7 separate regions of the Mus musculus genome follow, and all the other regions are linked to region 2. The links are chromatin contacts, called in public HiChIP or PLAC-seq, capture Hi-C and promoter capture Hi-C maps. All regions are on one chromosome and are shown on one strand. Each heading gives the region's core, a stretch centred on a gene start, on an enhancer-like site or on the middle of the called end of the contact. The rest is flanking DNA. Distances are from core to core; before and after follow the strand shown.

Evidence for each region. Promoter capture Hi-C pulls out the DNA fragments that hold promoters and counts their contacts. HiChIP or PLAC-seq counts read pairs in DNA pulled down with a chosen protein or histone mark. Capture Hi-C pulls out chosen DNA fragments and counts their contacts.
Region 1: a contact with region 2 is called in an H3K27ac HiChIP or PLAC-seq map of large pre-B cells, with 3 times the contacts expected there. The contact joins the promoter of Kmt2a here to the promoter of Upk2 in region 2. A contact is called at or near these places in 6 of 39 promoter capture datasets (the C10 cell line, the HPC-7 cell line, cranial neural crest and 3 more) and 1 of 115 datasets of contacts at active chromatin or transcription factors (large pre-B cells).
Region 3: a promoter capture Hi-C map of liver shows a contact between it and region 2, with 4 times the contacts expected there. The contact joins the enhancer-like site here to the promoter of Upk2 in region 2. A contact is called at or near these places in 9 of 39 promoter capture datasets (the 3T3-L1 cell line, the C10 cell line, the SN4741 cell line and 4 more), 1 of 15 datasets of contacts at CTCF or cohesin (large pre-B cells), 2 of 484 Hi-C or Micro-C datasets (gonadal supporting cells and uterus) and 2 of 9 other capture datasets (embryonic stem cells and liver).
Region 4: a contact with region 2 is called in an H3K4me3 HiChIP or PLAC-seq map of bone marrow-derived macrophages, with 2.5 times the contacts expected there. The contact joins the promoter of Ift46 here to the promoter of Upk2 in region 2. A contact is called at or near these places in 5 of 39 promoter capture datasets (the HPC-7 cell line, cranial neural crest, embryonic stem cells and 2 more), 2 of 15 datasets of contacts at CTCF or cohesin (embryonic stem cells and large pre-B cells), 2 of 484 Hi-C or Micro-C datasets (bone marrow-derived macrophages and nephron progenitors), 12 of 115 datasets of contacts at active chromatin or transcription factors (the SCID.adh cell line, astrocytes, bone marrow-derived macrophages and 9 more) and 3 of 9 other capture datasets (adipose tissue, liver and macrophages).
Region 5: a contact with region 2 is called in a capture Hi-C map of embryonic stem cells, with 3 times the contacts expected there. The contact joins the promoter of Tmem25 here to the promoter of Upk2 in region 2. A contact is called at or near these places in 12 of 39 promoter capture datasets (the C10 cell line, the HPC-7 cell line, the SN4741 cell line and 8 more), 1 of 15 datasets of contacts at CTCF or cohesin (large pre-B cells), 1 of 484 Hi-C or Micro-C datasets (uterus), 1 of 115 datasets of contacts at active chromatin or transcription factors (embryonic stem cells) and 3 of 9 other capture datasets (adipose tissue, embryonic stem cells and liver).
Region 6: a promoter capture Hi-C map of pancreatic islet shows a contact between it and region 2. The contact joins the promoter of Atp5l here to the promoter of Upk2 in region 2. A contact is called at or near these places in 4 of 39 promoter capture datasets (the C10 cell line, embryonic stem cells, liver and 1 more), 1 of 115 datasets of contacts at active chromatin or transcription factors (bone marrow-derived macrophages) and 1 of 9 other capture datasets (pancreatic islet).
Region 7: a contact with region 2 is called in a promoter capture Hi-C map of stem cell-derived epiblast-like cells, with 3 times the contacts expected there. The contact joins the promoter of Ube4a here to the promoter of Upk2 in region 2. A contact is called at or near these places in 8 of 39 promoter capture datasets (the 3T3-L1 cell line, 3T3-L1-derived adipocytes, cranial neural crest and 4 more), 2 of 484 Hi-C or Micro-C datasets (the G1E-ER4 cell line and cardiomyocytes) and 1 of 115 datasets of contacts at active chromatin or transcription factors (embryonic stem cells).

The regions. Positions count from the first base shown.
Region 1 is chr9:44,879,977-44,883,869 of GRCm38.p6, reverse strand. Kmt2a (lysine (K)-specific methyltransferase 2A) reads left to right here and starts at 2,581. Exons shown (of 36, transcript NM_001357549.2): 1 at 2,581-3,021. The coding sequence starts at 2,596. Gm39326 (a long non-coding RNA gene) reads right to left here. Exons shown (of 4, transcript XR_870694.3): 2 at 1,167-3,893.
Region 2 is chr9:44,452,540-44,456,228 of GRCm38.p6, reverse strand. It overlaps Upk2 (uroplakin 2), which reads left to right and starts at 1,462. Exons shown (of 5, transcript NM_009476.2): 1 at 1,462-1,598; 2 at 2,036-2,167; 3 at 2,296-2,434; 4 at 2,676-2,746; 5 at 3,120-3,514. The coding sequence starts at 1,523. The coding sequence ends at 3,256.
Region 3 is chr9:44,813,641-44,817,831 of GRCm38.p6, reverse strand. Kmt2a (lysine (K)-specific methyltransferase 2A) reads left to right here. Exons shown (of 36, transcript NM_001357549.2): 28 at 46-126; 29 at 1,173-1,237; 30 at 3,087-3,257. Among named protein-coding and RNA genes, the nearest start is that of Ttc36, 13 kb to the right of the region's middle. Within about 2 kb of position 2,116, at least 5 of the 459 cell types and tissues checked have an H3K27ac peak or open chromatin away from gene starts, as enhancers often do. A contact at or near this core is called in liver, where this site is marked.
Region 4 is chr9:44,770,532-44,774,627 of GRCm38.p6, reverse strand. It overlaps Ift46 (intraflagellar transport 46), which reads right to left and starts at 1,619. Exons shown (of 12, transcript NM_023831.3): 1 at 1,455-1,619; 2 at 844-940.
Region 5 is chr9:44,797,321-44,801,175 of GRCm38.p6, reverse strand. Tmem25 (transmembrane protein 25) reads left to right here and starts at 1,929. Exons shown (of 8, transcript NM_001357385.1): 1 at 1,929-2,512; 2 at 2,744-3,055. The coding sequence starts at 2,443. It overlaps Ttc36 (tetratricopeptide repeat domain 36), which reads left to right. Exons shown (of 3, transcript NM_138951.1): 3 at 1,443-1,776. The coding sequence ends at 1,705.
Region 6 is chr9:44,919,265-44,923,436 of GRCm38.p6, reverse strand. It overlaps Atp5l (ATP synthase, H+ transporting, mitochondrial F0 complex, subunit G), which reads left to right and starts at 2,695. Exons shown (of 3, transcript NM_013795.5): 1 at 2,695-2,827. The coding sequence starts at 2,776. Gm30934 (a long non-coding RNA gene) reads right to left here and starts at 2,710. Exons shown (of 2, transcript XR_379340.4): 1 at 2,320-2,710; 2 at 1-2,209. Ube4a (ubiquitination factor E4A) reads left to right here. Exons shown (of 21, transcript NM_001346698.1): 21 at 1-310.
Region 7 is chr9:44,963,915-44,967,893 of GRCm38.p6, reverse strand. It overlaps Ube4a (ubiquitination factor E4A), which reads left to right and starts at 2,294. Exons shown (of 21, transcript NM_001346698.1): 1 at 2,294-2,409.

The sequences.
Region 1 (3,893 bases), core at 1,332-3,831, 430 kb before region 2:
CCGAAGGTCCGGAGTTCAAATCCCAGCAACCACATGGTGGCTCACAACCATCCGTAACAAGATCTGACGCCCTCTTCTGGAGTGTCTGAAGACAGCTACAGTGTACTTACATATAATAAATAAATAAATCTTTAAAAAAAAAAAAAAAAGAAAGTACTCAATAAGAGCTAGTTATTTCTGCTCGAAAACATCCAGCCACAAAACAAATTCTAATCTATACCAGGTCGCTTTGCATCAGCCTGAGAGAGAGCGACTAGATAATTTTCCAAGGAGTTCTCCCCGACTTCCCAGGCTCATGTCTTCACAGCCTGCAAATATTCTCCATTCTTGCTGCTGCCACCCACCCTGCAGACCTCCCACCTGTGCTAAATCAAGTGTGCTTGTAGGGAGAGGGTTACGCAGAATCTAACGGGTTTGTTTTCTCAAAGGTGGAGGGCGGGAAGAAATCCTGTTGACACAGTTATATAAAGCCTGTCACTCAGTCCCCTGCCTACTACCTCTGAAGGCCGTTATGCATATTAAAGAAGGGGGGCGGCAAATACAAAAGAAAAATAAACGAGAGAGAGTGAGAGAGGGAACAAATCAGGATGCTTGAGGGAATCCACGTGGTCGCCAATCTGTAACTGATCAGAGCAGCTATACTGAAGCAAAACCCCAGAGCCTAACGCAAAAATACATTGCAATAGAGAAACCGTCCACAATGGGGTGTGTTATGTCCTAAGCAGAGTCTTGGGGCTGCTGTTTAATACCCTTTCGCAGCTCCCATCCTCTCGGCGCCTAGTAAGCCACGAGAAGCAACAACGGAATCTGGTTGTGCGTGCGTAGTGTGAATGTGCGTTTTGCAAACCATCTGGGCTCCATCCTGCGTGGTTGGAACGATGATCGATCCCGGACGAGTTTGGGGAGTTGGGGCTTGACTATGTCTCCTCCCCTTCTCTGTTCCTTTCCTCGCTCCCCCCCCCCCCTCCCCATTTTCTCCTCAGGCACAGACGTCTCTCCGTAGGAAGGACGTAGATTTTTCAGCACCAGGAGGCCGTGGACCTCTGGAGGCGTGCAGTACACCCTCCAGTGGGCTGGAGCTGGTTGCTACCTGCCTTACTATGAACCACCCTGTCGTTCCCAAATCTGCCACCCGGGGAGGTCCTGGTTAGAGCAGCGCCGGGTACCGGTGCGGGAGACCTGGACGGCTGCATGACCTTCCTGCGAACTCCACCTCGGCTGGGGGTTGGGGGAGATGGAGGCTGCTCCGGGTCTGCAGGCAGTGTATCGATCCCTAAGCCTCAGCCAAGGCAAATTCTTCGGGCAGCAATCTCTCCCTCCCTCCTTGGCTTTTCCATCCCCGCAGGCTTCTAACGCCTCGCTGGAGGCGCCGTCTCCCATTTCCTGCAATAAAGTAAATCCCGTGGATATTCACCCCACCATCAACCCCCGGCACTGCCCTACCCCTCTTCCCTCCCTCTCGGCTTGCTAACCCTGTGTATCATAATGCCCTACGCCGGGCTTCAAACCCCCCCCCTCCCAATCATGAGAAATGTGCTGGCGAGCCCCCTCCCTCCGTGTGCATACATTAGGGTCTGCTTTGCATGCAGCGGCAGGCTGGAAGCGGAGGAAGAAGGGGCGGGGCGCCTTTGCCCGCCTCTTCCCTCCAGGCCCTGTCCGTTAGCCACCCAGTTTCAGCTCCGTTGTAACGCCAGGTCGTTTGCGGAGCGCACGCTGTGGCTCCAACGCCTGGACTGGGAAAACACACCCCAACTCCGGAGAAGGGCACGGAAACCAGAAGCCCCTCACCTCCCTCCAGCGCACAGTGGAGCGAGGAGGTGGCAGAGGCCGACCACACGGTTGTGTGGATTTTGGAAAGAGCTCCAAGCGTGAAGATGGGAGGGGCTCCTCTTTTATTGGATTTTATTTTTTTAAGGCGCGTTCGCCGAGAGCCTTGCCATTTTGCATAGAATCAATTGGGCGACGCTTGGGTTTTGCATGGAGTACAATGGAGCTTTCTGGATTCTAGAAGCGTTCCATAAGGGCTAAGCCCGCCGCTCTCCAAAGCGGCGGAGAAGGCTCGCTCCTCCGGGGACCCAGCAGCCGCGCCGCACTGGAAGCGGTTCTCCTGGGCCGCTCAAGTCCCTGCGCGTCCCGGGAACGTGTGTAATCGGCTTCTCGGCTCTCTCGGCTGCGGGCCACCCGCTCCCTCCGCCTCCATCCTCCCGCCGCCCTCGCCCCCTCCCCCCTCTCCCCGGAACCCGCCTCCGCTCCGGGCTCCAGGGCTTCCTTCCCCCCCTCATCTTCCCTGGCGCTGCCGCTCCCGGAGGGCGGGGCATGCACTTATCCAGGTTGCCGGGCGGGAGGAGCCGGGCCCGGGGCTCGGCATAGAGCAGCGGCCTCCGGGCGGCGGAGGCGGAGGCCAGAGGCTCATATGCAGATTGCAGGGCAGGCGGGCGCCACCCGGCGCTCGGCATAGCGGGCCGCGGGGTACGGCCATCTGGGCGGCGCCAGGCGGGTTAGGCAGGTTCCGGGGCCCGCCGCTCCCCCCCCTCCGCCTCCCCGCCCCCCTGTGTTGTCGCCTCTCCCTCTCGCTGCTTCACTTACGGGGCGAACATGGCGCACAGCTGTCGGTGGCGCTTCCCCGCCCGACCCGGGACCACCGGGGGCGGCGGCGGCGGGGGGCGCCGGGGCCTAGGGGGCGCCCCGCGGCAACGCGTCCCGGCCTTGCTGCTTCCCCCCGGGCCCCAGGCCGGCGGTGGCGGCCCCGGGGCGCCCCCCTCCCCCCCGGCGGTGGCGGCGGCGGCGGCGGGAAGCAGCGGGGCTGGGGTTCCAGGGGGAGCGGCCGCCGCCTCAGCAGCCTCTTCGTCGTCCGCCTCGTCTTCGTCTTCGTCATCGTCCTCAGCCTCCTCAGGGCCGGCCCTGCTCCGGGTGGGCCCGGGCTTCGACGCGGCGCTGCAGGTCTCGGCCGCCATCGGCACCAACCTGCGCCGGTTCCGGGCAGTGTTTGGGGAGAGCGGCGGGGGAGGCGGCAGCGGAGAGGTAAGGGGGCGAGGAACCCCAAGGTCCGGGGTCTCGACCCTCTGAAGAACCCCTCCCCTCCCCCATGCAGGTCTGAGGAGCATCCCAATTCTGGAAACATCCTGGGGTCCCTAACGTGGGGCAAATGGCCCTCCCATCTCAGGACCCCCGTTATGGGCTGCAGACCCCCAGGCGCCCTTACCCGAGGGCTCAGACCCTTCTAGTTGAGGGCCTTTAGCCCCCGTCCCGCCTTCTTCCCCTGGACCCTTCCCCAAATCCCTTGGCACAGACCCCCTTGCGGGGGTTTCCCATCCCGGGACTGAACCCCTCCTCCCTTTCACAGATTACCTCATCCGAGCCAGATTCCTCCCTCCCTCTGCCAGAGACCTGATCCCGCCACATCTCCGCCTCCTTCCCTGGGCAGATGTGTTACTCCTAGGGCAGTCTTCCCCCTTGGACATCTCTCGGGTGGTGGCTTCATCCAGAGCCAGGTTCTTATCCTGGCCCTTGGGAAATCCAGGTCCCTTCCTGCACCTTGCTTCTGAAAACCTGACCAACCCTCCCTCCCTCCCCAGCCAGGTCTTCACCTTGCCAGTCACTCCCCCTTGTCTCACCTCTACCACCAGCCCACTCCCACCTCCTGCACACCAGGCCTCCTCGTTCCGCCCTACCCCTCGGGGAAAGCTTTCTCTCTACCTTGTCGTTCTCATCTCTCCTGCGAAGATAACAGTGCTCTCCCCAGCGTTGTCTCTTTCCTCATCTTCCAGGGCTACGTTTCCTAGGCTGCTGGTGTCAGGGATTTACCTCCAACTCCACCCCTTTCCCTCCTTTAGAGGAAGGACCAGAGGTGTGTTCGAGGGAAAATGGTCCAGTGTTCCCCTAGGCTTGGAGCA
Region 2 (3,689 bases), core at 213-2,712:
GTGAGAGTTCCTCCTGCTCCCAGCCGGAGCCCCCAGGTTCTGTTGTCTTCTACCCCCTACACACATTGCAGACTTTAAGTCCACCCAGCATGGGGGAAAGGACAGAACCCCATCAGCCCTTCAGTGGCCCCCACTTTTCCACTAGGACCTTTCTCTGGGGTTGGGGAAAATGGGTGGTTCCTGGAGCAGACCCTGACGGTCTGAGCTCAGGTCCTATCGAGTTCACCTAGCTGAGACACCCACACCCCTGCAGCCACTTTGCAGTGACAACCTGAGTCTCAGGTTCTGCATCTATAAAAAGCAGTGCCTTTCAGGAGGGCATGCAGAGCCCCCTGGCCAGCGTCTAGAGGAGAGGTGACTGAGTGGGGCCACGTCACTCGTCCATGGCTGGAGAACCTCCATCAGTTCTCCCAGTTAGCCTGGGGCAGGAGAGAACCAGAGGAGCTGTGGCTGCTGATGGTGTTTCTTCCCCAACTGTTGTCCCAGGCATCGAACCCCAGAGCGACCTGCACACAGTCCACCGCTGAGCCACACCCCAGCCCTCCACCTCCTCTGCTCCTGGTTACAGGATTGTTTTTGTCTTGAAGGGTTTTGTTGTTGCTACTTTTTGCTTTGTTTTTGTTTTTGCTTTTTTTTTTTTTTTTTTTTAACATAAGGTTTCTCTTTGTAGCCCTAGCTGTCCTGGAACTCACTCTGTAGACCAGGCTGGCCTCAAACTCAGAAATCCACCTTCCTCCCAAGTGCTGGGATTAAAGGCATTCGCCACCATCGCCCAGCCCCTGGTCTTGTTTCCTAAGGTTTTCCTGCTTTACTCGCTACCCGTTGCACAACCGCTTGCTGTCCAAGTCTGTTTGTATCTACTCCACTGCCCACTAGCCTTGCTGGACTGGACCTGCGTTTACCTGGAAGCCTTCACTAACTTCCCTTGTCTCCACCTTCTGGAGAAATCTGAAGGCTCACACTGATACCCTCCGCTTCTCCCAGAGTCGCAGTTTCTTAGGCCTCAGTTAAATACTAGAATTGGATCTCAGGCTCTGCTATCCCCACCCTACCTAACCAACCCCCTCCTCTCCCATCCTTACTAGCCAAAGCCCTTTCAACCCTTGGGGCTTTTCCTACACCTACACACCAGGGCAATTTTAGAACTCATGGCTCTCCTAGGAAAACGCCTACCTCCTTGGAGACAGCACCCTCTACAGTCCAGGAGGCAGACACTCAGACAGAGGAACTCTGTCCTTCAGTCGCGGGAGTTCCAGAAAGAGCCATACTCCCCTGCAGCTAACTAAGCTGCCAGGACCCAGCCAGAGCATCCCCCTTTAGGCCCGAGGGCCAGCTCCCCAGCCTGAAAAACCTGTCTGGGGCCCCTCCCTGAGGCTACAGTGCCCAAGGGGCAAGTTGGACTGGATTCCCAGCAGCCCCTCCCACTCCGAGACAAAATCAGCTATCCTGGGGCAGGGCCTCATTGGCCCCAGGAAACCCCAGCCTGTCAGCACCTGTTCCAGGATCCAGTTCCCAGCGCAGTATGGCATCCACACTGCCTGTCCAGACCTTGCCCCTGATCCTGATTCTGCTGGCTGTCCTGGCTCCGGGGACTGCAGGTCTCTATTGCTGGTGGGAGCGAGGAGGGTTTCAGAGCGCTAGACAGGGAGCATTGTCTCCCCAGGGCTCTCAAGGACAGAATGTTGGTCTAGCTGGTTGGGGTTGAGAGTTACTAGTGGTAGGGATCAGGTGACAAATTCCTGGGCTTCTTCCAGATCCAGGAGTCAAGAAATTTGGGTAAGTGTCCAAGGTTTGTGTGAGTTGGGCGAGACTGGGGACTGACTGGGTGCCATGGTCTAGTCTGGGTGCCATGGTCTAGTCTGGCTCCCAAACAGCGCGGCGTACCCACCATCTGCAGCTCAAGCCTGCCATCTGGTGGTCAGATCCACACGCTCCTCTTCTGTCTCTGCACCCTTAGCAATGACCACCCACCCACCCCGCCAGCTCTGAGTTAAGAGGGGGCTAACTCCTGAGTTCCCTCTCGGCTCCCTAACAGACTTCAACATCTCAAGCCTCTCTGGTCTGCTGTCTCCGGCGCTAACAGAAAGCCTGTTAATTGCCTTGCCCCCATGTCACCTCACGGGAGGTAATGCCACATTGATGGTCCGGAGAGCCAACGACAGCAAAGGTAGACCTCCCTTGTACCCATTTATTCTACTCGTCGTAACCCCTCTTAACGATACCCAAGAGCTGCCCGTTCTACAAGAGTGGACTGCTAGAAATCTGATCTTGCCTTTCACTCCTATTTCCCCTCAGTGGTTAAGTCAGACTTTGTGGTGCCTCCATGTCGCGGGCGCAGGGAGCTTGTGAGCGTGGTGGACAGTGGGTCTGGCTACACCGTCACAAGGCTCAGCGCATATCAGGTGACAAACCTAACACCAGGAACCAAATACTAGTAGGTACCGATGGACACCTGTGGAGGTGGGATGCAAAAAAGGGAAGTGGAGGTCCCGTGAGGGTGGGGAAGTGCCAGGAAGCATGAGTTAGAGAGGGCACAGCTAAAGGGTAGGAAATGTGAACCTGGACCCCAGGAGGGCCCAGATGGGACACATAGCTAGAAGGTGGAGGCTGGAACCCCTCCTCCCGAGTGCCAGATACGTACAATCTCTGCTTTCTCTCAACTCCTGCCTCTAAAGCATATCCTACCGAGTACAGAAGGGGACATCCACCGAGTCCAGTCCAGAGACTCCCATGTCCACGCTTCCTCGTAAGTAAAATGCCCGTCTCTCACACTTCCCTAAGCTCCGACTTTTTTCTCCTAGAGCAAGTTAGATAAACTGTTTTCTGAGCGCTCAGTCGCTCTCTCTCCCCCGCCCCAACCCCCCAGTATTTGGTATGGCCACCTCCTGTCCTGTTCAATCATCTCTGCACTAGAGGTTCCTTGTGCAGAGGGATGATGTCCTCCTTGGTGGCTCCTAAGTGTTGCTGTGAGGGGGGTCTATGTTTGCTTGACTGGTTGGCTGGATGACCAGTTGAACTGATGCTGGCGGCTACTTGGATGGCTGGGCTAAGCTGTGAACCACAGGAGCTACCTAGGAACCCCTTCAACTCACAGAGGTTCTCCCATCTTCTTCTGACAGGAAAAAACATGGAGTCTATTGGGTTAGGAATGGCCCGGACAGGAGGGATGGTGGTCATCACAGTGCTGCTGTCTGTGGCCATGTTCCTGTTGGTCGTGGGTCTTATTGTTGCCCTGGCACTGGGTGCCCGCAAATGAGAAGGGCTCTCCTGCATCCCAGGCTCCTCCAAGAAGTCCAGCCTGCCTCCTGCCAGGCTGTAGTCACTGGCTTCTCAGTGGCTTTTCTTCCCTCTCCCCGCCCCCTCCTCGAGTCCACTCCTGACAGTGCCCCCTCCCTGCTCCCTGTCTCACCTTGCAGCACTCCCTGCTAGCCCCACTGCAATCCTGCCAACACTGATTTATCTCTTAACTGTACTTAATTCTCACAATAAAGGCTGACCCACGTAGTATGTCTCATCTCCGACCATGTCTATGTGAGTCACCCCTTTAGCTGGTCCTCTTATGCACATATCAAAAGTACCAATGTCAAGGTCACGTGCATGTCATTCTCTCTATCCCCAAACCCCAAGGGTGACTTTTCCCAGGAGGGAGGCAAGCAGAGGCAGAGATAATGAAAGCCCTCCAAGCCCCA
Region 3 (4,191 bases), core at 867-3,366, 360 kb before region 2:
GTCTTTGCTGATAGTGGCTTGAAAAGATCCAGTTCTTTCTTGTAGGACTCCTAGAGCGAACAGGGAGCAGCAGGATGCAGCTGGAGTGGAGCAGCCATCGCAGAAGGAGTGTGGGCAGCCGGCAGGGTGAGCTGCAGATGACTGGTTACCACGTGTAGATAGGCTTCCTCCTGAAGCCTACTTGCATTGGGTTTGTTGTCAAGCATGTTCTTGACAGGCATCACATGGTATGGATGTTTTGAATCCCAGAACTGGGGAAGCTTAGGCAGGCTAACCTCTTAGCCACTGAGCCATCTCTCCAGCCCCATAGTTTGATTTTATTCTGCAGATATTTCTATGTGTACTCTTTGTAAACGTGAACGTACTTTTATATTACATGGATGCTTGCATACTCACTGTTTTTGTTTTTGCACTTAATTGGTTTATATAACTCCCTGGGCTGACATGCATGCATGCTGTGTTCCAAGTGTCTCTTTGCTGCTTCTAGTGCTGTTGTATGATCTACATTACGTAGTTGGCTTCATACATATTAGTAGTATGTACTTGGACTGTTTCGGGAGTTATTAAACTGGAAAAAGTGAAAATAGAGGGTATACTGGCTGGTGCAGCTGAGCTGTGTTCTCAGTTAAGCCACCTAACTTAAATTGTATAGCACTGAGAAGTGGCTTTGTAGTTTTTCTACTGTAAGATCAGGAGGAGAATTTCAGCGATAGAGTCCACAGACGCAATCAGCTACTTTTTGCCAACATTTGGGAAGAAATTTCATAAAGGATGGTCTTAAGGCTGGAGAAATGGCAAAGTAATTAGGATGCTTCCAGTTCTAACAGGATCAATCTAGTTACATCTCCAGCTAACAGATCTAACGATCCGTGCTCGGATCTAGTGCATCCCCAGCTGCTGTGGGCACCCACACAGTCACAGGACACCTACACACACTAAACATTTAAAAATCCGCTGATTCCTGAATCTCACAGTGGAAGGAACTGTTCAACACCTGGGCATACATACACCCCAATAATAAATAACAAACTTTAAAGTGCTTTATGCTTATGTTCTTGGTAGTTGTTTTAAATAACTGATGGGGTATATGGCAGATTATGAACAGTTGTTTTTATCTTCGAGTTGAAAAACAGCTGGCCTTGCCTCTCACGTCTGGTTGTATTTTCATTCAGACCAGTGGCTGCTCTTCCAGAGGTCCAGGCAACACAGAATCCAGCCAATGAGCAAGAAAATGCAGGTATGTGGTTGATTAATAGGTTATAGTAGAGAACTCTAAAGCCAGAAGAACTATGTAAAAATCATGTGCGCTGAGCATGGCGGTGCACACTTGTAACCCCAGCACTTGGAAAGCTAAGACAGAATTGCGAGTTCAAGGTGAGACTGAGTTGCATAGTGGCTTGAGGGCAGCCTGTGCTACATGACATAGTAGGCTCGAGGGCATACTGTGCTACACCACAGCCTAAACCACAGAGAATCGCCTGCATTAACTCCTGATAGTCTAGATGGGAGAAAAGCAGACTCAGTCTCAAGAGCTGAGCTGTGATGTGCAGTCATAGGGTCCCAGCGGTCTTCAGTTGTGTGTGTGTCATTGTCAAGGTCAGATCTTCTTGCTAAACTAAATTTAAGGACTGTGACATTTTAGGTAGCTGGTGATAACATTTAGTTGTCTTTGGAGGTGTTTCTTATATCTGATGGCACCTCGGGGTAAATTCCCTTCTGGAAACCGTAGCACTCTCTTAGGTGTTTGGGATTTGATTCTAGACCCACATGCACCCACAGCTCTGCATGTGTGGCCTGGTGTAGTTTGGCCACTTTACAATTAGTATAGTACCCACAGAACCTGAGCACGTGGCTCAGGAGACAGAGGCAAGAAGGTTGGCACGAGTTTGAAGCCAACCTGGGCTATACTACATAGTAAAGTCCAAGCCAACCTTGACCTCAGAATGAGCTCTTGTCTTAGGAAAGCAAACAGATTGACTAAATAAATGATCTTCAAACATGACTTCCCAGAAGAGAAAGGCTTAGGCTTGGGATTTGGGCTGTTACTGTACCCTGCTGCCTGGCCAGTTCCTCAAGCCCAAGGCCTCATTGCAGGCAGGCATGGTAGCTGAGTAGTCTCCAGAATCAGTTAGGTTCAAACCTCATGTTTACTTTGCTGTGTGGGTAAACATGGCTTTTACTTGGCCTGCTTCAGTTTCCCCATGTTTTGTTCACGTATTTATTCACTCACTCATTGCTTTGAATGAGGTCTCACTGTCTTGTCCTCGTTGACCTAGAACTTTAGGGTAGCCCAGGCTAGCAGTGACCATCCTCCCTCGGCCTCAGAATAGTAGGGTTACAGGCAGGCATCACCATACCTGGCTCGGTTCTCTTACCTTTAAAAGGGAGTCCAGCTGGGCTTGGTATAGCTGCAGTACTTGGGAAGCAGAGACAGGCAGCATAGCCTTCACAGCAAGCCATGCTGGCTACGGGCTGAGCCATTATCGCAAAAAGAGTCAATAATAACACCTACCTTAGTAGTTGTTAGGATTCCATGAGATACTGTGGGTGAAGTTCTAGAAGAGTATCTGAGGCATAATCAAGCTTCACACATAGGGAAGGGGATTTGTGTTTGCTTTGGTTTGGCTCCTATTAGGAGTAGTTATGTATGGAAAAATGACCACATTGTCATACCAGAAGCTCTGCTACAAAAACGAAGTCTATTAAATGCACCAGTGCACGCGCGCGCACACACACAGAGACACACACACACCATTTTAGTACCCAGGGCAAGTTCTTGAGCCTCAGTGGTCTTACTGGTGAATTGGGATAGCACTGGATACAGCATGTTCTTACAAATGGAGGTGGTGCTTGTAGAGCAAGTCTTTCCCAACCTTCCTAGTGTTGTGACCTTCATGGCTGTGGTCATAGCGGTAGTTTTGCTACTGTTGTGAATAGTAATGCACATATCTGTGTTTTTGCAGTGGTCTTGAGAGCCCTGTGAAAGGGTCCTTTGGGACCCACAGGTTGAGAACTGCTGGTGTAGATCATTCTGCACATAGCACTTGGTGCACACTGGCTTTAGCAAAACCTTTTTTCCATTGTAGAACCTAAAGCAATGGAAGAAGAAGAGAGTGGTTTCAGCTCTCCTCTGATGCTCTGGCTCCAGCAAGAACAAAAGAGGAAAGAAAGCATTACTGAGAGGAAGCCCAAGAAAGGACTCGTTTTTGAAATTTCAAGTGATGATGGCTTTCAGATCTGTGCGGAAAGTATTGAAGGTGAGTGGCTTGTTAGGTCAGCCTTCCATCAGGCCCTGCTGCGGTTCCTCCTGTGCTCAGGAAAAGCTTGCCTTGTTGAAGAACCACGATCATTCTTGACAAGTGCTAAGAGCTGCAGGTTGTGTGGTACACACTGAGAGCTGCTCTCTCAGCTCTTCTCGGTACCTCCTGCGGTGCCATCTCTCTTCTGTGGATTCTCCCACATGCTTTCTGCAGTGCTCCTGGCTGTCTGCTCGATGACTGCCAGCTCCACCTCGTCTGCCTCGTACAGCAGGGAAGCTCTCTGTGCAAATGTTATGGTCTAGTTGCAGCCATGTAGGCCTGAGCTCTCAGGAAAGGCTGTGAGTTCAGTGGGTGAGTTGGGGCTATCCGAAACCTGGGAAGAGGACCAAACAACAGCCATTTAAAGGGGGATCTGGAATTTGGTTTAGCCAGAGAGGAATGCAGGGAGCTTTTCACAAAGAGAATGAAATGGAACAAAGTTAGAAAAACTTTGGTTTTCAGTAGTATTGGATAGAAAATGACTTTGAACAGTGAAAGAAAAGTTGGGAGGTGAATTGGGCACAAGTTGGCAAGAGAGTCTATAGTGACAGCCGATGAGACCTTTGACATAATAAGGAAGCTCCGTGGGAAAAGGAAGGAAGGAAGGGTAGACGGACATGGTAACGACGTAGATATGAGTAGAGATAGAACTTGGACCTGGATGTGGCCTAAGCTGGGTGGTGGTGTCACATGCCTTTAATCCTAGCACTTGCAGGGGCAAGGCAGGTCTCTCTGAGTTTGAGACCAGCTTAGTGTATAGAAAGTTCCAGGAGAAGCAGGGCTTTCCTGTCTCAAAACCCTCTCTCTAAAAAACAAAACAAAACAAAACAAAGGATGTGTGCATCCTAAAAAAATACATAGACAAACACGTATGAAGATTTAGTAAGGCTGG
Region 4 (4,096 bases), core at 370-2,869, 320 kb before region 2:
CGCACGCCATTAACCCCAGCACTTGGGAGGCAGAGGCAGGCGGATTTCTGAGTTCGAGACCAGCCTGGTCTACAAAGTGAGTTCCAGGACAGCCAGGGCTATGCAGAGGAACCCTGTCTCAAAAAAACAAAAAAAACAAAAAAAAAAAAAGAAAGAAAGAAAGAAAAAAAGGTTAGGTGAATAAATGAATGGCATCAAGTCTTCTGATAAAACTCTGTTTCGATTAAAGCTGGGATGGCAAGTTAAGGGCAAGTGATGAAGCATCTTAATGAATTGTTAGAAACAAAAGCACAGTGAGCCAGGCTGGAGAGATGGCTCAACGATTGAGAGCACTGGCTGATCTTCCAGAGGACCCAGGGTTCAGTTCCCAGCACCCACACTAGAGCAGCTCATTACCATGTGTAACTCCAGTTCAAGGAGATCTGACAACATCCTCTTCTGGTCTCTGAGGGCACCAGGCAGGCAGGTGGTTCACAGAAAAACATGCAAGCAAATAACATACATACACATAAACATTTCTAAAATAGTAATTTAAAAATTAAATTAAATTAAATTTAAATTAAATTAAATTAAAAAATTAAAAAAACCCAAAACACAGCGAACCTGTGCCAGAATCTACTAGCAGTAACAGCGAGTTAAAAATGACAGGGGATAAGTTTGCACTCAAAGATCCCAAAATCTGATGGACTGGTTTCTCCCTCAACTAGTGAGAAAGCAAAATCAGCGCCAAGTTAAAGCAGGAGGTCAACACTTGCTAAGAGCTTGCTGAATACAACCTGAATCCTATCTGCGCCACTTGTTTGAAAATCACCTCCCTTTTTTTTGTCTCTCATCTTCTCTTACCTTGCTGTCCTGGGGTTGGAGTGCTAATACTGGCAACCTCTTCCGAGTCGTTAATCTCTAGACGCTCATCGTATGTCTGGTTCTCAACAATTTTGGTCTAAGCAAAAGGAAATACGATTACATAGCTCCTATCATGGGATATACATCCAGCCTCGGTGCAGAGATGCATTCACCCCGATCCAAGCTTTCCCCCAAAGGAAAGTTTCCTGACCCAAGAGCATTATTTAGCTAGCATTGGCTGGGTGCCAAGAGAAGTGCAGTGGAAAACGGTATCCAACCCTTCCCAGCAGCAACCCAAAAGCTCTACATAAGATGCAGGCAGGGAAGCACAGCATGCACAGCCAGACTGCGGCCGGCCGTCCGTCTCAGGTTTGGTCAGTTTTCGCACAGCTGTTGAGGCTTCTGCCAGAGGTGGAGGGTATGGGGATGGGACAGGATGGTCCTGAGAGAAGGCAAATTCCAGCCTCGGCCCCATCCACTAATCCTCAGAGCATCACCTCTACTTCCGCCCGTTTTGAAGATAGGATCCCACCGGGTTCTCGGAGAGTCAAGGATCCAGGGCAGTTGGTGGGGCGCAGAGAGCAAAGAACGCTGGCGGGAGCACCAATTACCTGTAGCCCCTCTGGATCCGTTTCTTCTATTTGGAAAGAACCCCAGCCGAGGACTGGGGTCTCACTCTCAGGCCCAGCCACTTCAAGGATCCCTAAGTGCAACAAGCCGCCTGTTGTCAGTCGTTAGGGAAAAAGATAAATAAATCAAAACAAAGCGAGAGTCTGAAGGAACGATCGCGAGACGTGCCCCGCCACTGCGCCGCCACCCCGCCCCTCTGCTGCGGCCGGTGGTGGCGGAAGCAGAGACGCGGCGCTGGGATAGAGCGGCCCCGGGCACTAGGCGGTCTAGCAGCCCGCTTATCTATGGTTTCCGCAACTGAGTCGGTTGTGACATCTAGTGGCCAAAGGTGGAAGGCCAGGCTAGTGGATTTCTTTTCTCCAACTAGAAACTGTCATCTCAAAGACAAGGCTCATTTGGCCTACAGTCTCTCCTAGATAGGCCTAATCCACAGTTTAGACACTCTTCAAGGAAAAGTCCAAGCATGTTTAAAAGCCCTTTTATAGCATCTCTGTGGCGCGATAGCCCTTTTCCTCGCGATACCCTATGTCACAGGAGCATACTTTCTCTTCCTTCATCTGAGATTAGGATTTATCTGTGTCCTGTGTTTTTACTTGCTAAAGAAAACTATGAGTCAGGCAAGCTGGTGCATAACTGCTATCCTAGCGCTTTGGAGGTGGAGGTAGAAGGATTAGAAGTTCAAGATCAGACTCAGTAAGTAACTTGGTAAATTTGAGGCCAGCCTGGGCTATTGAGGTCCAGTTTCAAAATTGATAAAAAATAATAATAATAAAATAAAATAAAAAATAACACAGCTGGGCGTGGTGGTGAAAGAGTAGTAAACTCAGTGCTCCAAGGTATGCTAATCATAAAACAGATAGTGACATTCCTCCACCCACCCACTTCCTGAGTTCAAGGAGTATTCATTCAAAGAAAGTCACCCTGACCATTACCGGAAGCTGCAATGCAAATGTGCTATTGTTAGGGGCTCTTAGAAACTGTCTTGAGAGTTAACAATTACCAGGTATTCCTTGTGACACCTGTGACTTTGTACTTCCTTGTGACTCTTACCTGGTATTTTTGGTATTTTCCAACAACGCCCTTCCCACCTCCTTGAGTTGTGGTTTTTCTCCTTTAAATACCCCCTTACTCAGCTACTCGGGGCGCCACAGTCCTCTACCCCTGCGTGGTGTATGACCGTGGGCCCGAGAGCACTCTTGAATAAAAATCCTCTTGCAATTTGCAACAAGACCGTTTTCTCGTTGGTGATTTTGGGGTGTCGCCTCTCCTGAGTCAGAACGTGGGGGAGTCCTCATGTTGTGGGTCTTTCAGTGGCACATGCCTTTAATCCCAGCACTGAGGAGGGAAAGGCAGACGGATCTCTGAATTCTAGGCCAGTCTCATCTACAAAGCGAGTTCCAGGAAAGTCATGGTTATACACAAAGAAACCCTATCTGGAGGCCACACCACCCCCCAAAATAATAAAAGAAAAAAAGAAAAAAAAAAGAAAAGCACACTGTCTATTCTTGCAGAGGTCCTGAGTTCAATTCCCAGCACCCACATCGTCGCTCACAACCCTCTATGAGAGGGATTTGATGCCCTCTTCTGGCCTGCAGATGTACATGCAGCAGGGCACTAACCTATAGTGTTCAGACCTACAATCCCAACTCAGAAAAAGAAAAATGAGAGACTCATACGTGCTTCTTTAAAAAAGAAAATCGATACCTAAAAATTGTACAGAGTTATGGGGCATTTTGTGTTGTTTCTATACATGTGTACATTACAAAATATTCAAGTCCTAGCATTTCTAGATTCTCAACCTTTTAAAACAAACAACTTGGGGCTGGTGAGATGGCTCAGTGGGTAAGAGTACCTGACTGCTCTTCCAAAGGTCCAGTGTTCAAGTCCCAGCAACCACATGGTGGCTCACAACCATCCGTAACAAGATCTGACGCCCTCTTCTGGTGTGTCTGAAGACAGCTACAGTGTACTTACATATAATAAATAAATAAATCTTTAAAAAAAAAAAACCAAACAACTTGATGTATGATCTTATAGATGGTTGTGAGCCAGCATGTGGATGCTGGGAATTGAACTCAGGACTTCTGGAAGAATAGACAGTATTTTTAACGGCTGAGCCATCTCTCCAGCCCTTCAACTTTTCCTTTTCTTACTTGACACAAGGGCTCATGATGCTTGTGGCCTGCATCTCACTATATGGACTTGGCCTCAAACTCATAGTATCCTGCTTTTGCCTCTCAAGTGCTGCTGTTTCACATGTGTGCTGCCAACAGTTCTCATTATTTTGTGGGGAAAAAAATCAGGGTTCTTCCTTCTAGGTTTTTTTTTTTTTTATAAAATATATACTAAACTATATTTTGTCCTTAATAGTCAACTTTTCTATGCAACAGAACACCAGAACATATTTCTTCCTTTTTTAAATTTTATTTTTATTTTATGTATATTTGTGTCCTGCTTGCATGTATGTCTATATGAGGCTGTCAGAGTCCCTGGAACAGGAGTTAAAGACAGCTGTGAGCTGACATGTGGATGTTGGAAATTGAACCTAGGTTCTCTAGAAGAGCAGTTAATACTCTTAATCACTGAACTATCTCTCCAGCCCTTTCTTTCTTTTTTCTTTTCT
Region 5 (3,855 bases), core at 680-3,179, 340 kb before region 2:
CCTCCAGCCAAGAAGTGGCTGAGCTAGAATAGGAACCCAGGTGGCAGGGCTCTAAAAACCATGAGACTACTCTCCAGGGGGCTCATCATTAGGTAACAGCAGGCAAATCTGAGAGGAAGCGGCATGGGGACCTGTTCCTGAAGGGCAAGTTCTGAAAGATGAGCAATGTGTCAATTCAGACGCCAGGGGCCTAGAGAGAATGCATCCATCCGTCTGGGAAGCTTGCACTCTCCAGGGTGGAGCGGGCCCCAGGGATGGGTGGAAAGCTGAGCCCTGCGGAGGTGGACCGAGATCCAGGAGTGACAAACTACAAGTGTCAGATGAGAAGGTGGTTGTCACTCAGGGATTTGGCCTGGGCAGGGAAGGTATCTGGATCAAACCTGGTGTATTCAGTTTCTGTAGCTGGAATGGGGATCATAGGATAGAGGGAATAGGACTAGGAGTTGGAGACCAGGCCATAGGTAAGACTAGCTGGTGGGGTGTTCCTAGAACCTAAACTGGAGAATTTGGACCTCATCCTAATGACAGGAGGCTTGTCTGCCATAGGTTGTTGTTGACAACCTACAGATGGAAAGCCTGGAGATGCAGAGGTAACTCCACTTGTAGAGGCTTGGATTCCTGCAGACTAGCTGTGAAGAGGGAAACTGAGCTGGTCCCAGAGCTGCTCAGTCTGCAGTCCCAACCTGGACCTCTGAGGGAAACTCAGCCTTTCTCCACGATGGTGCTGAGCAATGCAAGGGCCCTGGCAGCCTCTTTAGGAAACTGGAGACTATGAATAGAGGCAGGGTCCAAAGAAAGCAGCCCGTGGACCTAACAGAAACCCTAAGCTGGCTGCCTGAGGTTCCGGGATGAGTTCTGAAACTCAATCCAAGTACGTTCCTCTGAGAATCACGAAAATAAAACAGTGCAGCCAGCTCTGGCTCCACGACCTTCTTCCAATGAAATAAGATACAGAGTAATGAAGACCGTGGAGATAATGAAGGAGAAAAATGGGGAACGTGCCGCTTTCGTAGTCTGCATTGGAAAAGAGGAAACAGTTCTGTTAGCTAATGAGATTTCTTGAACTCTAGGGTTCAAAGTGGGCCACCAAACACACAGTAGGTGCTAGGCTCCACTTGTGTGAACTACGACTATTTGATAATTGATGGATTCACTAACACAGTGGCCAGATCCTCTAGAAAACATTCACGTTTGGGTGCATTAATGTTAGGACATACCAGGAACAAGGCCAAGGAGAGCCTTGGACTTTGATCTCAGCTCTGCCCGTGGGCGGCCCACAAGCCAATTGTAGCAACCCTTCATCTCGGGTTAGAAATAATCCCTCGTGGTTCAAAAGTCTGCTGCACGAAGGAGGGGATGGGCTGCTCTGCTCGGCAGGTGGGCGGGGGCTCGGTTGCCCACACCCGGCTGACCTGCGCCGCCCTCTCCCTGTCCGCCCGCAGGCGCCCTGGAGGACTTGGAGCGCGCGGTGACATTGAGCGGCGGCCGGGGTCGCGCCGCCCGCCAGAGCTTCGTGCAGAGCGGGCTACTGGCGAGATTTCAGGGCCGGGACGACGACGCCCGCAGGGACTTCGAGAAGGCTGCGCGACTGGGCAGCCCGTTCGCACGGCGCCAGCTAGTGCTGCTCAACCCGTACGCCGCGCTGTGCAACCGCATGCTGGCCGACATGATGGGGCAGCTGCGCGCGCCCAGCAACGGGCGCTGAGCGTGGCCGGCCGAATGATGGAGAGGGGGACCCTGACCCAACCAGGACCCAATAAAACTTCCGGGACTCTCGGACTGCGTCTGCTCTGTGTCCGCCTGCTTACTAACCAGCCTCACGGTGGAGGCCTTGGCGGGGGTAGGGAGGAGGCGGGACAGGGCGGGGCTGGAACGGCCACCTGCCCTTGCTCGGGCAGCGATTGGTCCTGCCTGGCGCGGGCCCCGCCCTTGCAGCGGACTGCGGTGCTCAGCCTTCTTGAGCAATTGCTGGGGCTCACTCTGGGAGGGAGCCAGGTGAGCTGACCCGAAAGCAGGATGCTCCAGCGACCCTCGGATCCGCGACGCTCTCTTGCTAGGCCCAAGTCCACCTGAGCAGCCGAGATTGGAAAAGCGGTGCATGGCGAGATATGGGAGGGAGAGCCAAGGCCAGCGAGGAGTGAACCGGGTCAAGAGAAGGACGATCGTTTGGGGGGGAAGGGGAAGGGCGCCTGTGCATGTCTGTCTGTCTGTCTGTCTGTCTGTGGTCATCTACTGTCAGTGCTGGCCTCTATGCCCGCACAGAGACGAAGTGTTGCCATAGGGTCTCTTCCTTTGGGTCTTGCTGATTGTGTCTATTTGTGCCGGTGTCTTGGCCACTGTGGGCCAGTCTACATCAGTGCATGGTAAATTATTGCAGGAATTGTTAGGCCTACATGGCTGGTACTCTTCTCTCAGCAGCCTGGAGGCCGGTCCCTGATCACCATGGAATTGCCTCTAAGCCAAGCTACCCTCCGGCACACACTGCTGCTCCTTCCTGCCCTCTTAAGTTCAGGTATACCCCAGTTCATCCTTTGGCCAAACCCTCCTTGCTTGCATCTCCTCTCACGATACCCACTCCAGTCTCCAGGGCTGGGTTCCCCTATCCCTACTTCCCTACCATAAGTCTATGCAGATCCTGGTCAGAGAAACCAGCTGCCCTGTCTCTTGGCCTGCTGCCTCTCTGTAACTGAACCTCACTGTGGTCTCTCCAAGTGCCTCCCAGCGGCTGCCTGCTGTGTTCCAGGTCAAGGGGAGCTGGCGCCGCAAATTGATGGTCAGACCTGGGCTGAGAGAGCGCTTAGGGAGAATGAGCACCATGCCTTCACCTGTCGGGTTGCAGGAGGTTCTGCCACTCCCCGATTAGCCTGGTACCTGGATGGACAGCTACAGGAGGCCACCACCTCCCGACTGCTGAGTGTGGGTGGGGACGCCTTCTCTGGAGGAACCAGCACTTTCACTGTTACTGCCCAGCGCTCCCAACATGAGCTTAACTGCTCCCTGCAGGACCCAGGGAGTGGCCGGCCAGCCAATGCCTCTGTCATCCTCAATGTGCAATGTAAGTATCCCTGAGACAGTCTTACTACATTGCCTAGGCTGGACTCAAACTTGCCAATCCCCTGCCTCGGCCTCTAGAGTGCTGAGATTACTCATACGCATGACACATTTAGCTTTAACAGGACATTCATAAACACGATATGAGAGAATTTCTATTTTCATCCCTATTTTACAAATGAGAAATTGAGGCACAAGTTAAGCAGCTGCCCAACATTTTGAGATTTAATTGCCCAACAATTAAGAAGTAGGTCCAGGATGCAAATTTAGACCTTTGTCTGGCTCTCTACTCTTTTTATTTTTATGCTTTGAGACTTTTTCCAGGGGTGACTTTGAGCTTCTGATCTTCTTGCTTCTGCCTCCCCAGTGCAGAGACCATAGGGTATGTGGTATGAGGACCGAACCCAGGACCTTTCTCATGATCGGCAAGCACTCTACCAACTGAGCTATATTCCCAGCCCAGGTTTTAAAATTTTAGACAGTCTTACTATTTATCCAAGAGCAGCCCCAAACTGGAAATCCCCCTGCCTCTGCTTCCACTGAGCCACATCCCCAGTAGTTTTCTATTCTTTTTTCTTATTCTGGTTTTTCAAGACAGGGTTTCTCTATATAAAAGTCCTGACTGCCCTGGAAATTTTGTGAACCTAGAAGCTTTGTAGACCTTGAACTCACAGAGATCCTCCTGCCTGTGCCTCCTGAGCAGCACTGGAATTAAAAATGTGTACCATCGCCGGGTGTGGTGGTGCATGCCTTTAATCCCAGTACTCGGGAGGCAGAGGCAGGCGGATTTCTGAGTTCGAGGCC
Region 6 (4,172 bases), core at 1,446-3,945, 470 kb before region 2:
GCAGGTGAAAGTGCCAGTTGCTGCTCAGTACCACACTCTAAACGCTTCATTACTTTATTTGGTTCTGGTTGCTAAGCAGCCATTGGGCAAAGCCAAAGCCTACTGGGTACTGTGACAAGCCAGACTGATGCTAGAGACAGAAAATGAAGAACAAAACAGCAAAAAAGGTTAAACTGAAATCAAACTCAATAGACAACTGTATTTGAGACATTCCAGGAAAGTTACTTTTTGTCAGACTTGCCTGTGTGTGGGGGTGGGTGGGGGAGGGTGCTCAAAACTTGTATTTAATAAATAAGCACCTGACTTACCACCCTTGTTAGTTCTTCATTGCCGTACGGAAAGCTAGTGGCAGCCTGGTGTGGTGTGTGCCTGGAATTCCCACTACTGGTGACAGAGAATTGAAGGGCAAGGCTACCTAGTGAGTTCAAAGCCAGTCCAGGCATCTCATCAAGACATTTCAAAGGAAAGTCTGGTAGAGCTTGCCTAGCACATACATTGCTAAATCCAATCCCAGTACCACTACCACAGAAAGAAAAGATGAGTGACAGTTTCACAAGTCCTTCTGAAAACCTAGTGGGTTTTGCCAGTTTCTCAAAGGCAGGGTGCCAGCAAATGTGTATCACCTGGCTGACCTAACGCCTCACTAAAGACCTTCAGAGCAGTGCTTCTCTGTGAGTTACCTAAGACCATCAGAAAACACACATTTACAGTTCACAACAGCAGCAACATTACATTATGAAGGAGCAACAAAAAATCGTTTCATGGCTGGGGTCATCATAACATGAGGAACTGTATTAAAGGGTGGCAGCGTTAGGAAGGTTGAGAGCCACTGCTCTAGAGGTACCCTCCGGCTGTCTTCGGGAGAAAGTCTTAAGAGCTTAGACTCTAATTAGTTCCTTTATGGCTTCACTATCCAACCTAAATAACAGACCTTTTAATACTTTGCCACCATGTCCTTATTCTATTCCCATACCTGTGGCATGCAGGATCTCAGCTTAGGTTAATTTAACCATTACCCTCTGCTACCTAAACTACAGGCAACTGTACAGCCCACAGACCAGTCGACTCCACCACTGCCCTTCTCTGCTCTTCTCTGTGTCCTTCAGACACTCTGAAATGTAGCCTTGCTCACCACTCCCTTTTCACACAGGTGGCATGTGTCAGACTCCTCACTTGGAAACTTTTCTCCCTTCACCCCGTTTAAGGAAGAGGTCCCACCATTCCCAAACAAACTCCTCTGCCTTCTTTGCTGTCTCCCTGTCCTGGACTCCTGAGCTCCACCTTCCTCTTGGGTTGTCTGACTTATATTCTCTTGCTTCCATATTTCTTCATTGCTGCAATCTGGTTTCTAAGGGTTTGAAACCTTTTCTAGTTAATGTCACAGATGTTCATACTCATAATTAGCTGGCCTGTCTTACCTCGGTCCAGACTGGCCTGTAACTTCCAATCTTCAGGCTCCTGTATGCTGGTATAATGTGGGTTTCAGGTTATCTTTCCTGCTTTAATTTGACTTCACTGTCTAAGGCAGCATGTCTCTCCCTCACTGATTCCTTGATCCCACTTCTAACTTTTCTAACCACCCCATGAATTTTACTTCAGGTTTTTTTTTGTTTTGTTTTAAAAGATGTATTTATTATTATATGTAAGTACACTGTCGCTGTCTTCAGACACACCAGAAGAGGGCATCAGATCTCATCACAGATGGTTGTGAGCCACCATGTGGTTGTTGGGATTTGAACTCCTAACCTAAGCGCAGTCAGTGCTCATAATGCTGAGCCATCTCTCCAGCCCCTCAGTTTTTCTTCTAAAGATTGGGCTTTTCCAGAACTTGTTCTCCTCATCAAATGTTACTTTCCTACATAGTTTTTGGGTTTCCTGGTTTGTTTTTGTTGTTTTCATTCATAATGTCAAAGTTACAGCCTTTGGAATTTGTATATTTTCTTATACACCAAGAATCTCTACGCCTTCCCAGATCAGCACCACGCTTAACCTTATGTTCCTTTGCGTATTTATCTTGCAACTGACTCCTTCTATGACTATTTAGGAATCTTGGTCTCTAAGGGGATAATGCCCAAAGCATGCTTCCACCAAATTACAAAATGCCTGGCACAGTGCAACACCCTCAACACACATGACTTTCTTCCTCTTGTCCGCACAGCTCCTACTGGCTTGTTTGAAAAACCGGATTGGATCCCAATTCTGATACTGGCTGCGGAGGAAAACGGAATTATAAAAAGTCAATTAAAGAAGTCGGTGAATGGGTGAGTCACATAATGTAACGCCTATGTGGCCCCTTAAAGCTCCTATTTGACCTCAGACCTGCTATGCCTTTAAAGCGAACGTATAGGCCCACAAGCATCTTATGAAGCCCTCCAGCCTCGTTTTCCATGTTTTCTGAAAAGCTATAAAACTGCCGCAAGCTAATGTGGCGATCAAGCCAAGAAAACCAATAACGCATGCGCATTTCCCCCACTTCACCGATCTTCCGGACCAACATGAATAGCTGTCCCAAGTAATGCCTGCTCCCTGAGGAATCTCAGGATTCTTCACGTGTTATCGCGCCTCATTTTTTTTTATATCTAGGTTTTTACTTGGAGTGAACAAAGTAAACTGACTAATGAGATGCCACAAACAGGGAATCAATACCTATATGTTTTGAACAGGCACAGAGAGGGGCAGCCTGACCTTGGAAATGGGGAAGGGGTCCTGCCGCGGGTCCTTCCGGGGGTGACATTCAGCCGGCGGTTCGGGGAGACGTACCTTCCACCTTAGACCATGGCCAAGTTCATCCGTAACTTCGCGGAGAAGGCACCGTCGATGGTAGCCGGTGAGCGCAGCCCGGGAGAGGCTCGCGAGGGGAGGGATTGTGCTGCGGCACCAAGGGGCCGTGGGCGTCGGGAGGGCTTCCAGGAGGCCACTGTAAGGCCGCAGCCTCGCCTGGCCTGCCCGCGGCTGCTTAGAGCTCACAAGCTGCAGGGTCCTAGCTCGGCCGGGGAGCGAGTGGGTCGTGTAACTCTGCCCGGCCTCACTCCGCCGCGAACGCCGTGATGCCCCCTTACCGTGCCGGGAGAGTTGGGAAGGGAGGTCGGTAACAGGGGAGAGAGAGGTCACACATCAGACCTCATAGCTGGTCTGCGTCTCAGCGAAGTATTTGAAAGCCATCAGAAATTTTAAAGACGGGTGAGAGATCTTTGAAAGTTATGTTTGCTTACCATCCTGGTTAGAGCCTAGAGAATTCTGCGTCCGATGAAGGGAATTTGGAACGTAGGGGTGAATATCCCCTCCCCAGTCAGCACAGAAAGCGACGCCTGTCAGCAGTCGTCTTCAGAACCTTGGCTTGGCATTCGTGAGGTTGTTTTGTTTGAAAATTCTGATAGACCGCGGTCTCTCAGATAAACACTGAGTAGTTATAAGCCTGAGCAGTATGTTCAATCGATACAGTTCTCTTCTGAGTAGAAAATTACTGTATTTTTGAAGCAGGAGATTAAGTTTACAATTTCTTCTTTTCTGTATTGTATTAAGTGGTTGAAGGTCCTATTTCCAAATGTTCAAATTTGGTTATGAAATGTGAATTGAAGGTGGATTTTTTTTCAAAGATTTATTTATTTTACTTATGTGAGTACACTAGCTGTTTTCAGACACACCAGAGAAGGCCATTGGATCCCATTACAGATGGTTGTGAGTCACCATGTGGTTGCTGGGAATTGAACTCAGCACCTCTGGAAGAGCAGCCAGTGCTCTTATCCGCTGAGCCATCTCTCCAGCCCTCTGAGGTGGAATTTTAAAAACTTGTAATTTTGAGCTTTCCAACCTGTTTGCATATTTAGTAATTCTTTTTTTTCTCCCCTTCATCACCAGCTAGTGAGCTATTTAAACCCTTAAAGTGCCAGCCAGAGTCTATAAATACTGGATTCCTTCCTATGGAACCTGAGGCTGCCAATAGCTGTTTTCCAAAGAATTTCCTTAGTAAAAAATCATTAGGTGATCTGAAGCAACGTACTACAATTTTTACACCAATACAACCAAAAGGCTTTGACGTTTGGACTTTGATGGTTTGAGGTGCTATTTTTAATATTTCGTAGAGAGTATTTTTCCGGCCGTATGACTTTTGCATCTTTTAGGTAGCTTGTATTCAGAAATTTAAAACTGATTTTATTGATGAAATCCAAAAT
Region 7 (3,979 bases), core at 1,045-3,544, 510 kb before region 2:
CACACCCGGATTGGTTATGCATTCTACCTCATTTGCATGCCTCACACCTGATTGGTTATACTCTCAGTACCTCACAGAACCTCATTATCATGCCCGGGCCAGGCAGTGTCTTGGCAAAAAACGTTATTGCATATGTACACATTGGTTGTTTACCCAACCGTATGCGTGGTGGCCAGTGGTAGCCAGCGTCACCTTGTAATGGCATATGTGGCTTCCCACAGGTCCTGCTATCTATCTAGCCTTGAACTCCAAGTATATGTGTATTTTGTTTCTTCTTGCTGAAAAGCCATTTCATGGGCAGTCCACTGCTTGTCCATTCCCCAGTCAAAGGACACATGATGGTTTCACTTCTCGGCTATTATAAGCACTGCTGCAATGAGGATTCTTTTGAAATGTTCTATTTTGTTTTTATTTTGGTTTTTTCAAGACTCAGTTTCTCTGTGTAGCCCTAGCTGTCCTGGAACTCTCTCTGTATATGAGGCTGGCCCCAAACTCACAGAGATCCATCTGCCCTGTCTCCAAGGGCTGGAATTAAAGGCTTACACCACCACAGCCCAGCGTGCAAGGCTCTTTATGCAACTATAATTTCATTTCTCTGGAGTAAAGACCTAGGAATGAAGATCATATGGCAAATTCACTTTTAGCTCTTAAAGAAACAGCCAAATTCTTTTCTAAACTAACAGCATCGTTTTACATCCCTACTGACATGACAGCTTTTTGTTTTTATGAATCTTGAATTTTCAACAATATTTGTCACTACTTCAATATAGCCACATTAACATTTATTTTGTATTATTTTTATTTTGTGTATATGGGTGTTAGGGCTGTTGGTCTATCTTTGCACAATGGGCATGCAGAGCCAATGGAGGCCAGAAGAGGGCATTGTATCCCTGAGAGTGGAGTTAGTGATTCTAGCTGCTAGGTGCATGCTGAAATCTGAACCCTGCCTCCTTTGGAAAGTAAGGCGGTGCTCTTAACCGCTGAGTCATCTCTTCAGCTCAGAGCAATGGCTTTTTACACAACACATAATATTAATCTTTGCCCCAACCTCACTTTCTTAATGGTGACTTTTGAAATGCAAAAGTCTTTTTGATAAATTCCATTTTATAGATTTTGTTGCATTTGGGAGGTCATGTCTAAGACAAGATTGTCTCCTGTCTCATTATTTGTAGGTCATTGTTAGGGATTTGGTCTAGCTTTAACAATAAATGTCACTTAGAATATATGTAAAGTATTAGTAACAAATAAGAATAAAAGATATCATTGAAAAATATCTGAACATGTAATTTTATTAAACTAAATCTCACTTCATAGCAGTTATATAGATATACACTATCAAGTACAGCAAAGAAGTGCCTGGTACTCCTATGCATGTATGCTACCAATCTCTTGCTGAGGTATTGAGCTGTGCCAATATAATTTTTTTTAAGGGGTATCTCAGAATAGGGTAGGGTTTTGGTTGGTTGGATGGTTGGTTTGAAGTAACCCTAGGTTAGTCCAAACTCACTGAATAGCAGAGGATGACTTCGGATGCTCAATTCTCCTGTCTCTATGTACCAAGTGCTAGAATTACAGCATGCCCCACGGTGTCCCACTCACTACAGTTTTAATTTTCATTTTCCTTACTAAAACTAAGAACCAAGGCTGGAGAAATGGCTCAGACGACCCAGATTCAATTCCTAGCACCCACATTGCAGCTCACAACTGTCTGTAACTCCATATCCAGGGAATCTGACACCCTCACACAGACATACATACAGGCAAAACACCAATCAATGCTCATAAATATTTTTCAAAATTAAAAACTAAAAATTAACCAGACTTGTAGGCTGTATACTGTTAGCATTGTATAGATAAATCTAAGACCAACCCAAAATAGCGCGCTGCCTGGCACCTAATACCTGCTCAAAACGTCTTATACATTGTCCTTGTTGGTATTGTTACTGCTTCTAAGCCACAACGAGTGAAACGGCTCCAAAAAGCCATAGGACAGAAGGGAGCGTAAAAAGCAAAAAGTCACAGTCTGTGCAGAGCCCGACACCACAATAGTGTATCTGCCCTCAAGAGATGGATTTCCAAGGTCTAGCTTCATATTCCACAAAACTTCAAAGCACGCAGTCATAGCCAACCCTGCCCCGCCCCGCCCTGCTGCCTAGCCCAATCCCAAAGCCACTTCCGGCCCGCCCCCCACCCTCGCTAGCTGCCAGCAAACGTGCGCATGCGCCTCCTCGGTGTTTTCTCTGTCATTAGCGAAGCCCGACACCGCCCTACTTCCGGCGCGGGGTAAAGACCCAACAGGCTCGGCGCTCAGCGATGATGTCAGCTCCGGTTGCCTTGCTGAGTCGGAAGTAAGAACCTTTTGGTCGCTGTAGCTGTGAGGTGTCGTCGTCCCTGCCCTTTCAGGCTCCGGTAAGAGGCAAGGTATAAGAGGACGAGAGTGTTGAGGCTGCGACCCGGTTTTCTCCTAAGCAATTGCCAGTCAAGGCCCCTGCATGCCTGCTGTTCTCAACTGCTTGCCTGACCCGGGTCCGTCTTGAACTTCGACCCTGTCTAATCTGGAAACCCTTACGGTGCTCCGGCGTCCGGTGGCTCTGCACATTCCCTTCTTCTTTGCCAAGTCCCTGCTAGGAAAGGCCCGAGTGTGGGCTGTGGCTGTCTTTTGACTTATTTTATCTAGGACCTGCGCAGGGTGGGTGGGTCTCCCTGCTGCCTATGAATGTTACTGAACCCCAAAGGATAAAATACGAAGAGTGAACGACAGTGCCAGATGCCAAGGAGACAAAATGAAGCTCGACTCATAGCAATCAAACCAGTAGGGTGCGTGTAGCAAGAGGTTGACTTTTAAAGCGAGTGACGGCTTCCCAGCTGTAGCTCTTTGGATTCTGCTCGAGTTTTTCTTGGTCGAGAAAACATTTCTCAGATTGACCATAGAGTCAGACGTTTTGTGTTTAGTATTGTTCCTTTTAGGATTCTTTTTTGTCTCCTAGAGCAAGAATGGGTTAAGTCTCAATGTCATTGACTTTTTTGGTCCCAGAGACATAAAATGGGGCCCAAGATGAAATGCCAGGGTTTGTTAGAGACGGTTTTGTTTGTTGTGTTGTGTTCTTTTTTTGTTTTCGGACGTGTATGTGCTTCACTTGATGAGATCCTAGCTTGCAGATAAACGTATTGCAAGGATTTTTGTTACGACACCTAATGTAACACTGAAGGTATTTCCAGGTAGACATGTTACTTTGGGAACATTTTTAAATTCCAAAATAGAGACTTTATGGAGTACAATTTAATACAGTGTAATTTGGGCTTGGGGTAGGGAGTTGCTGGGGTTATAAACTAAGCCCTGGTGCATACTAAGTGCTCTAGAACAGAGCTACACCCAACCCCACCTTAGCCATAGAACTTGGCTATAGCAATCTGTTTTTCAGTGTTACCAATAGTTCTACTTTAAAACTGGATTGGACATGATCTTAAAATATCTGTATGCTCTCAGGAGCCAGTAGTGGCCTTAAAGGATTAGCAGCACTCTATATAAGTAGAAGCTTGAGTCAGGAGAAAATGAGAGAATTGTATGGGTCCAATGGTTGACACTTCCTAGAGATGTAGACTTTTGCAGCAGGTATGTAAAGTGAAGTTACTTACTAAAAATGAATCAAATCCAAAAGCCTTGGGGGGGCTGGTAGTTGTGCCATCCCAAAAGCTATCAAGAAAGTGGATGTGTTTCTGTGTGGCAACTGAAAACAAGGAATTTGGGTTTATTATTACTATTACTGTTTCTTTTTAAAGATAATTTTTTTAGTTTTGCTTATGTCTCCATATGTGTTTCTGTATATATGCATGCCATATGTGTGCAGCTGCCCACAAAAGTAAAGGGTATTGGATCCCCAAGAGCTGTAGTTACAGAAAGTTGTAAGCTGCCCGACATGGGTGCTAGAAACTAAACTGTGGTCCTCTAAAAGAACAGCAAGTACTCTTAACCACTGAG